Regions from separate parts of the Urocitellus parryii genome. Here region 2 is linked to region 1. A link is a contact called in public Hi-C data. All regions are on one chromosome and are shown on one strand. Each heading gives the region's core, a stretch centred on a gene start, on an enhancer-like site or on the middle of the called end of the contact. The rest is flanking DNA. Distances are from core to core; before and after follow the strand shown.

Region 1 (4,131 bases), core at 979-3,478:
TTATTCTGTGTATCTTTTCATACCAACTACTTCACACAAAGACAACACAGTATTTTGCAGAAGTAAATAAATGCTGACTTATTTTATATACACACACACATATATATGAGCCTCAGAATATACCCAAATGACATTCTCTATTTTCCATGCCCCACCCATACTTAGCATAATGAAAGCAGATAGAATATGTACTTAAATATTTCTAGTCTATATAGGAGACTATACTAACAATTACACCAGATTAAAGGGGAAAGAGCAACATCAAAATGCACTCAAAATGATTGCACCATGTGAAAAACAAATAAGAGAATCCTGGCCATTTTAGTATATAAAAGAGTGACTTCAAAACAGTAAGATATTTTATTTCAACCAAACTTATGAACTAAAAAGAGCCAAAATAAACATGCCCTGGCCTCATCCAAAAAACACCTAATAAAGGCATGAGTAACTCCCCAGGATCTCCAGCAGCACAAAACCAAGAACAAGATTCACCTTAACTCTGACACAAAACCAAAAAAAGAGAAATCTTCAGATTCACATCAGAAATCAAAAAGTTCAATTAATCCACCAGATCAGAAAAAAAAAAATTGAGAAAAGTTACTGATTTTCTATAACTATACGCTAAGGTCTTGAAGGAATAAAAGGTTTCTCTCACTGCTACCGTAGTCTCTTCCCTGTGGAGAGAGCAATCTATGGTCTCAAAGAGCAAAACACGGTTAAGATGGAAATCTTAACCTGGGAAAGACATTAAGAAAAAAAAAAAGAAGAAGAAGAAAGAAAAAGGTTTCAAAACCTGTGTCAAGAGACAAAAGTCTAATAGTACTCAAAAGAGAAGGAAAGTGAAATAAAAGAGCTTCCACGAAGGAGGTAACTAGGTGGAACTATCTAGTGCTGCCTTACAACATATATATGCACATACATGCATACATATGTGTGTATGTGTGTACACATATATGCATTCCCATATGACATGCACACCTTTTCAATAGTAAGCAAAATAAAAAATAAAGTAACATCAGAAAAAGACGTAAAAGATGCCCACCAATCTATAATTCGTTGGCTCTATTCATTCAGGAATTCAGCTAGGAACAACACAGACATGCACTGCAGCAACACAGAATAGAAAAACCTTGGACAACAATATGCACAAAAAGTAGAACAGAGAAATGAAAACTATACACCTCAATGCATCAATACCAAGCGCTTATTCTCTTTTGAGGATTAAGCAGTAGAAAGCAATGATGTCAATGAAACTAACCCTGGTATCCCCTACAGGTCTCAATTTAAGAGAGTACAACTCTTGGTTCTTCCATCTAAACAGTGGGCCCCAGCAAAGCAAACTGACCTTAACACCTTCCATGCCAGCCAGAGAAAATCACACAGGGAAAAATCATCCCGTAAATCTCCCTCTTCACCAGCTGCAAAAATGGAAGGGGGTGGGGGGCACGGGACACTCTACCACGTGGGCAGGATGCAACACACACAGGACAGCAACACGTCCGCATGGAACGGTTGCCTTTGCCCTAATGCCAGCAAAGGACACAGCAACAGGATGGGCGGGAACCAAGGCCCCTCGCAACGGCCTCCTCACCCCAAAGGGCACCCGCCGGGCGCAAGATATTGCCCGCCTTTCTGGCCGAAAAGCGCTCCCGAGCTTGAAGGGAAGCAGCCACATCGCGCCGGGATCGGGGACTACCCCAGGCTAGAACGCAGGTCACGGAGGGAAGGAGACTGTCGCTGTCTGCGGACTCCGCGCCCCCGGGATTCAGGTCCAGCTCCCCCGGGCCCCACCTGGGGGAGGGGCGGGAGGTGCGGAGCTGCCGCTTCCAGCTGAGGGGCAGCAGCAGCTGAGAATCGCCGCGGGGAAGGGAGGGACCCAGCCCTCGTGGCCCGCCAGGCCCCAACCTGAGCCCAGGCCCCCTGGCCCTCCCGCCGCCCACCGCGCGGCGCGCGACGGCTGAGAAGGGACAGGGCGTCTCGCGGAGGGCAGCCCCTGCCTCCGTCGCGGGAGATGCCCCGGCCCCGCCTCCTCGCCCGCCGCCCGGGTGGCGGGCACTCACCTCAGGCTGAGCAGGCCGGGACGGCCCGGCCGAGCCCCCGGCCGCTACGTGCGTCTCCGCCCCCCGGGAAAGGTCCCAACAGCGCCTGGTGCGAGCGGCCGAGGCCCCGAGCAGCGCCGAGAGCGGCGGCAGCAGCGGGAGCAGCCAACATCCGGGGCCGCGCACCCGGAACTACTTCCCGACCCGCTCCCCCTGCCGCCCCCGCCGCCCCCGCCTCCCGCGACGTCGCAGCGCCACCAGCCCAGCGTCGGCGGCGTCACGGCTCTCCGCGGAAGCGGTCTCTAAGCCCTGCGCGGATCCCTCCGCGGGAGCAAGTAGTGCCCGGGAACTTGAGCGGCTCTCTGGGCGCACAGTGGATCTCTACAAGAGGCTGGCAGTTTCGAGCGACGCGGGTCCCTGCGCCCCACAGTGGCGTCCGTGGGGTGAGATCGGGGACCCCATAATGAAGGATGGCAAGGATCAGCGGCTTTGGACCCTTTCCAAGGATTCCACAGGTCCCGTGTTCCAGAGGAATCCTGCCTCGTGACCTCCCCCAGCCCCCCAACCCTGCCACCTCACCGTAGGGACCGGCACCTTAGCCTGTCCAAGAAACCGGACCCCTTTTTCGACCTGGCGCAGCTTGGATTCCGCAGGCCCCAACAAAGGCGCCTTGTACTTTCCTTCAGGACTCCTTTTCAGAACTTCAGGAGGCCAGGGTTCTAGGCCTACCTCTGTGGAGGCCATTCCCCTGCCTAATCATACTTTCCTTCTACTTAAAAAAAAAAAAAAAGGACTTGGAACTCTAAAGGCCCTTCTGATTCACAGGTTCACTGTCCAGGTTATGGTCCTGCTGTCAACAGGTGGAGCATTTAGAAGGGTAGTTGGGTGCATGGTGGACTTTGGAATTTACTTCTACGTCAATCTTCGCTGATTCTTTCTCCAAACTATTAGCACTGATAATCTGCCCTGTAGTTTCACACTTGATTACTTTTGAGGTATTACTTGCTGTTGCTTCAGTTGCGTTAGTCATGTATTCTCCCCACAGCACCAAGAACACTTTTTTTTCCCCAAGAACACTTTTGAACTCAGTAGATAATCAATACATGGATAATCAGGTATTTGTTAGTTGAATATGGGTTGTTTGGATGAAAGGACAGAGACCGGAATGATTGACCCTGGGAACTTTTTTTTTTTTTAACTTCAAGGGGATCAGATAAAGACCTCAAGTAGTTAAAGATCTGAGCCTCTCTATTCCCTCAACAAATATTGAACACCTGCTTTTAGCAAGAATCTCTGGGAACTGGGGATACAGAGTACTCATATATTTCTAAGTAGCGCTCTAGCAATATTCTGAAGTTTCATTTACTCATTCATCCAACAAATACTTGTCCGTCACTGCTAAGTTTGCCAGATACCAGTGCTCAAGATGTATCCATAAACAGAAAAGAAAGAAGGAAAAAACATTTATCTTTCCCTCTTGGAGCTTTCATTTTATAGTATGGGGAGAAAGATGAAAAACACAAGAAGAGAATTACTAAGTATGTTAGAAGGCATTGAGTACTATCGGAAAAAATAGAGTAAGGAGCTATAAAGAATCCTGGAAGATAGGTGTTGTGATTTTAAATAGAACTGTGGTGGGGGGAACCTATTCATCATACTCTAATCAAACTTTAAAGAGGTGAGGGATAGCTGGGGATATAATTCAAAGATAGAGAGCTTGCCTAGCATGCACAAGACCCTGAGTTCAATCCCTAGCACTCCCCCCGCCCCCCCCCAAAAAAAGAGGGAATGAGCCATGTAGGGTGGCAAAAACATCTGAGGAAGTGTTATAAATAATGAGAAGGCCAAGAGATTTGGAAAATAAAGACAGACAATGGAATCTTGTAGGCCATTGTAAGGATCTTGGCTAAAATAGGTCCCTCTTTGAACAGTGGGAAGTCACTCTTACTTATTTTGTTAACAGTAGATGGTAGTAGGGCAATAGTGGAAGCCAGAGGCTCCATTATCCAAGTGCAGAAGATGGCTTGGACCAGGATGACAGTAGTGTGTAGGACAAATAAAATATGGACTCTATACTTGAAGAACTCGTAGT
Region 2 (4,808 bases), core at 1,560-4,059, 330 kb after region 1:
GAAAATCTAAGGCTTCTAAAGAGCAGTTAACAATTACACTGTCTAGGAATTTTCCTGGAAAAGAATTTTGCTTAACAGAAAATCAAGAGTTTTTTGGACACATGTTCAGGGCAAAGGTAGATCTTTTATAAAATCCAGACCTGGGTATCTTCTGACTCAAAGACTAGAGATCATGAGGTTAAAACAGTTATTTAAAAAAAAAAGTTATAAAAAAAAGTTATAGTTATTTTAAAAAATGTGCTATGGACCATAATAATGTCCACAGCAACGGAATCCAGCATATCAAATTCACACAGGTTTATATATAGACTCCAAAATAAATTAGAGGATCTAGTAGACTTTGGTGTCAGTCAGATCAGCAATAGATCTAGGTTTAATGACTCCCTTGCTGGACTTTAGATAATTTAAAATTTGCTTCCCAAATTCAGTTCCCTAATCTGTCGGCTGGAGTAGCACTCACTACCCATCTCATGGGATTTTGTGGGGTCAATAAGATGATATACATGTAGTTTTAAACACATGGTGCTCAACACAGATGGTGCTGGTATCCTTAATGTGTTAAAGAAGAAGAAGAAGAAGAAAAAAAAAAAAAAGCACACTAAAGGAGTCAGGCCTGGTTATGTGAACCAAGGTAAGTAATTCCCAGCTCTGTACCTCACTTTCTTTATCTTCAAAGTTAGGGTTTCTCCCATTTGTCCTTTGATGGATTTACTTCCCTTTATCTTTCAGCACAGCTCCTTACTTTCCCTGTTTTTCAATCTCTTCCTTTCCTCCAGATCTTCCTTACCTGTGAGGCACCTCACTCAATTCTCTCTGGTGGACACTGGTGGACAAAGGCGCAGGTATCTTAATTCCCTGAATTGTTTCCACTGCCCTCATTTTCTCCTTCCAAAGCTTATTCCATGTGGCTTCTAGAATTAGTGCTCTAAAATCCAATTTCAATGATGGCTGTCTGGGATCTGCAGAATTTGCCCCTGAATCTGGTTTCACTAAACATTTTTAGTCTCCTCTTCTGCTGCTCCCCACACATATCCTGACCACCCAATCACAGCAATATATATATATATATATATATTTCTGAATACGTCATGCTTGGGTTTTAATTTTCCCTTTACCTGGAACAGCCATCCTTCTTTCCCAGGCAATATTTAGGACAGGCTCAATGTCACCTCTCAAGTCTCTCTAATTATTCTCTGAGATAAAGCTAGATTTTTCCTCCTTTGTGCTCACAACAGCCCTACTACATACTCTTTTGATAGCCCTTACTACAGTGATCCTTAGCAGCAAAGCAAGACAATACAAAGAGTTAAGCATTTTAATCAGCTGTCCAAGAATTGGAATGCAGTAGGTATTCAATAAATGTTTGTCAAAGGATTTTAAGTAGTGCTATTAAGTGACATGACCAAAGTCATAGTCCAATCATTTTAAAGTCCAGTACTCTTCCAAGCAACCAGGAGGAATGAAGGGGTACTACACAAGCAGAGTGCTCTTGCAGAGGTGGAAATCTGAGGTCCCCAAGAGTCTCTAAGTTTCTTTTTAGGTCTGTTGAATTATGAATATAATAGATACGCAGCACACCTCCTTCTTTCCCCTTCTCTTCAATAAATGAGACTAATAGTAGCATCTACTTCACAGGGTACCATGTGGATGAGGGCAAATAAGTTAATAAATGCTGTGCTTAAAACAGCGCGTGGAAGTACATGTGGTCTATCATCATCATCACACAAGCCTGGAACCCTTAAAGCCTATTTGTACACAGTTGGCACTGTGGCATTCCTAAAAACACTAATTTTCTTTGGAAACTGGCAGATTAGCCAGAGGGTCTCCCACAGGGTGGAGCCAGGCAGCCCCTGATGGCAACGTGGCAATCCCACGTCCTGAAGGAGCGCTGCAGGAAAAGCATCATTAGAGAACGAACCGGAAGGAAGATATTGTAGAAAGCTCCCGGCTTTTCACTTGGACATTTACAATGAATCAGGATGGGAGACCCAACCTGCTGCTTTAGTTCCCTCTTGGAGCCATTATGGGAATAAAAGGTCAATCCTTTCTTGGCCTGGGACCTAACCCCAGACTGGACCTTTGGGGTTAACATCTGTCCATAATAACTGGGCGAGGCGGGTCCCCTAGCGGTTTCTCTGTTCTCCCTGGGTCTGAGGAGAGCTCCCCAGCCAGGAGGCCACCCTCCCTCTCTGCGAATACTTCCCTGGTCCTCCAGTTCCCCAGGTCACCTGCAACCATTCTCCGAAGTACCCCAGGTCGCCTGCAACCATTCTCCGAAGTACCCCAGGCAGGTCCGCACCTTGAAGTAGGCGACCTGCAGGTAGTTGTAGGGGCTCCGCTTGCGGAACTCTAACTCCAGCTCCTCGCTGAGTGAGTGAGCGGCCGGCGGCCCAAGGCAGCGGCGCAGGCAGGCGGCGCGACGAAGCAGGCCCCCAAAGAAGCGCAGGTCGTGCAGGGCGGCAGCGCCCGGGGCCTGGGCCAGACTCGCGGAGGAGCCGGAGTCCAATTCCCACGGCAAGTCGGCTGCACATTGGGTGCGACAGCGCAGGCGGAGGGCGCGCAGGGCGGCCCGTGAACGCAGCGCCCGCTCCATGCTCAGGACGACCCCGGCCCAGTCCCCGCGCGCGTAGGCCGCGGTCCCCTCGGCGAAGAGCAGATCAGGCGCCGCCAGGTCCCATCCCGTCTCGGACTCGCCCTCGGCCTGGGAGGCGGTGGCAATCGCCAGCAGTATGGTCAGCAGCCTCCACAACTGCGGCGCCATCACCTCCAGAGACTTAGCGGGACCACAAGCCACCCGCTGCTGAGGACAGGATCCCACCCCCGCAAGGTCCCGCCCCTGGGAGAAGCCCCGCCTCTTAAGAGAGCGGCGCATGCGCATGGTCACACACCTTCTTGCTATCAACGTGGTCCCCGCCCCTCAGAGCAACTTTAGGGTTTGCTGGAGCCCCGCCTCCGCGTTCAGGCCGCGCCCCATCGCTCCAGCGTCCAGTGGCCCGGGAACACGGAAGCTCCGCCCACAAGGCGTTGTGCGCACGCTCTTCTGCCCAAGGAGGTAGAGTAGCCGTCATGGAGAACGCTCCGCCGTCTGGGCCGGAAAAGAAAGACCCTGAAAGTCCAGGAGTGCAGCAGGCGGCTGCAGGTCAGGATGGTATGCGGGGCGGAGGTCAGCTTGGGGAAAGAAGTCCCCGCTGGCAGCTAGTCTCTGGGGTTCAGCGGGAGGCTGAGGGCGGGAGCTCACAGCCTGTGTTCCTGGGTGTGTGTCGCAGGATCCCTGGTGGAGCTCACCCCAACCCCCGGCGGCCTGGCTTTGGTGAGCCCCTATCACACCCACCGGGTCGGGGACCCCTTAGACCTCGTGGCGCTCGCAGAGCAGGTGCAGAAGGTGAGGAGGCGCGGCTGGGAAAGTGAATAACTGTCTTCCTTTGAGGTTTGCTCTACCTGTTTTGACTTGGACCTTACAGCCACTAAGAGTGGGGTTCTTGTCTGCTTTTTGCAGAGGGTGAAAGTCGACTGTCTTTCTGAGTCGGTTGCCTGACTCAAACTCTAATCTTCTGAGACCAAAGATACCTTCTACTGCAGGTAGAGTGCCCACAATTTCCCTCCGTGGGAAGGTCTGCAAAGCATTTTCAGTACATTATTTCATTTGCGCCTTAGCACATCCCTGTGAGGTAGGCAGTACAGAAGTTCTCTTTGATGCGTGAAGATCATTCTAACCCAAATTTTTCAAGGATGTATAGTTCAATTATTTTAAGCTGCTCCCATAAAATCTTTATCTGTTTACCTGAGAGCTTGAAGAATTTAACATATTCTAGGAAGGGTAGGACTTTTAAGTTTTGCCCTGTATTCTCATTCACTGGATACAGTATTCTCATATTCTCATGCTCAGAGCTTACACATTCATTGGCAAAATAGGTAAAATAAAGAGAAACTACAAAATATTGGGAAAAGCACTGGAAGTTTGGATACATGAGCCTTCTTTCTACATCTTTTTTTTTTTTTTTTTTTTTAACAGTAAGAACAGCCTTAAATGGTTGCAACGAAGAATGGAAGAGAGAGTATAGAACAGCTCTTCTTCCTGCTGGGGTGGCATTCACAGTTGCTCTCCACTCTTTGCACTTTTTTTTTTTAATTAATGCATTATAGTTGTGCATAATGTTGGGATCTGTTGTTACACATTTGTACCATGCACACAATATAACTTCCCTCTTCTTTCCTCTAAATTTATTGGTACTGGGGATTGAACCCAGGGGCATTTTCCAGCCCTTTAAAAAAATTTTTGGGAGGTACTGTGGATTGAAATCAGGGCACTCGACCACTGAGCACACCCTCAGCCCTATTTTGTATTTTATTGAGACAGCGTCTCACTGAGTTGCTTAACACCTCGCTTTTGCTGAGGCAGGCTTTGAACTTTGGGTCCTCATGTCTTAGCCTCCTGAGCTTCTGGGATTACAGGTGTGTGCCACTATGCCTGGCCTTTTTTAAAATTTTGAGACACGTTCTGTTATGTGTTTGGATGTGAGGTGTCCCCCAAAAGCTCATGTGTGAGACAATGCCAGGTTTAGAAGAGAAATGACTGGGTTATGAGAACCTTAACCAAATCGGTGAATTAATCCCCTGACAGAATTAACTGAGCAGTAACTGAAGGTGGGTAGAGTGTGGCTGGAGAAGGTGGGCACTGGTACTGTGCCTTTGGGGTATATATTTTGTATCAGGTAAGTAGAGTCTTTCTGCTTGCCGATCATCATGTGAGCTGCTTCCCTCTGCCACAGTCTTGCACCATGATATTTTTCTTCACATTGAGCCTTGGG

The links. A called contact is a pair of places that touch in the nucleus more often than the background predicts.
Region 2: a Hi-C map of muscle shows a contact between it and region 1, with 4 times the contacts expected there. The contact joins the promoter of P3h1 here to the promoter of Foxj3 in region 1. A contact is called at or near these places in 2 of 2 Hi-C or Micro-C datasets (liver and muscle).

What each region holds. Positions count from the first base shown.
Region 1 is chr11:26,965,131-26,969,261 of mUroPar1.hap1, forward strand. Foxj3 (forkhead box J3) reads right to left here and starts at 2,229. Exons shown (of 13, transcript XM_026410389.2): 1 at 2,061-2,229.
Region 2 is chr11:27,291,779-27,296,586 of mUroPar1.hap1, forward strand. P3h1 (prolyl 3-hydroxylase 1) reads right to left here and starts at 2,810. Exons shown (of 15, transcript XM_026410407.2): 1 at 2,300-2,810. The coding sequence starts at 2,761. C11H1orf50 (chromosome 11 C1orf50 homolog) reads left to right here and starts at 3,058. Exons shown (of 5, transcript XM_026410405.2): 1 at 3,058-3,139; 2 at 3,267-3,382. The coding sequence starts at 3,067.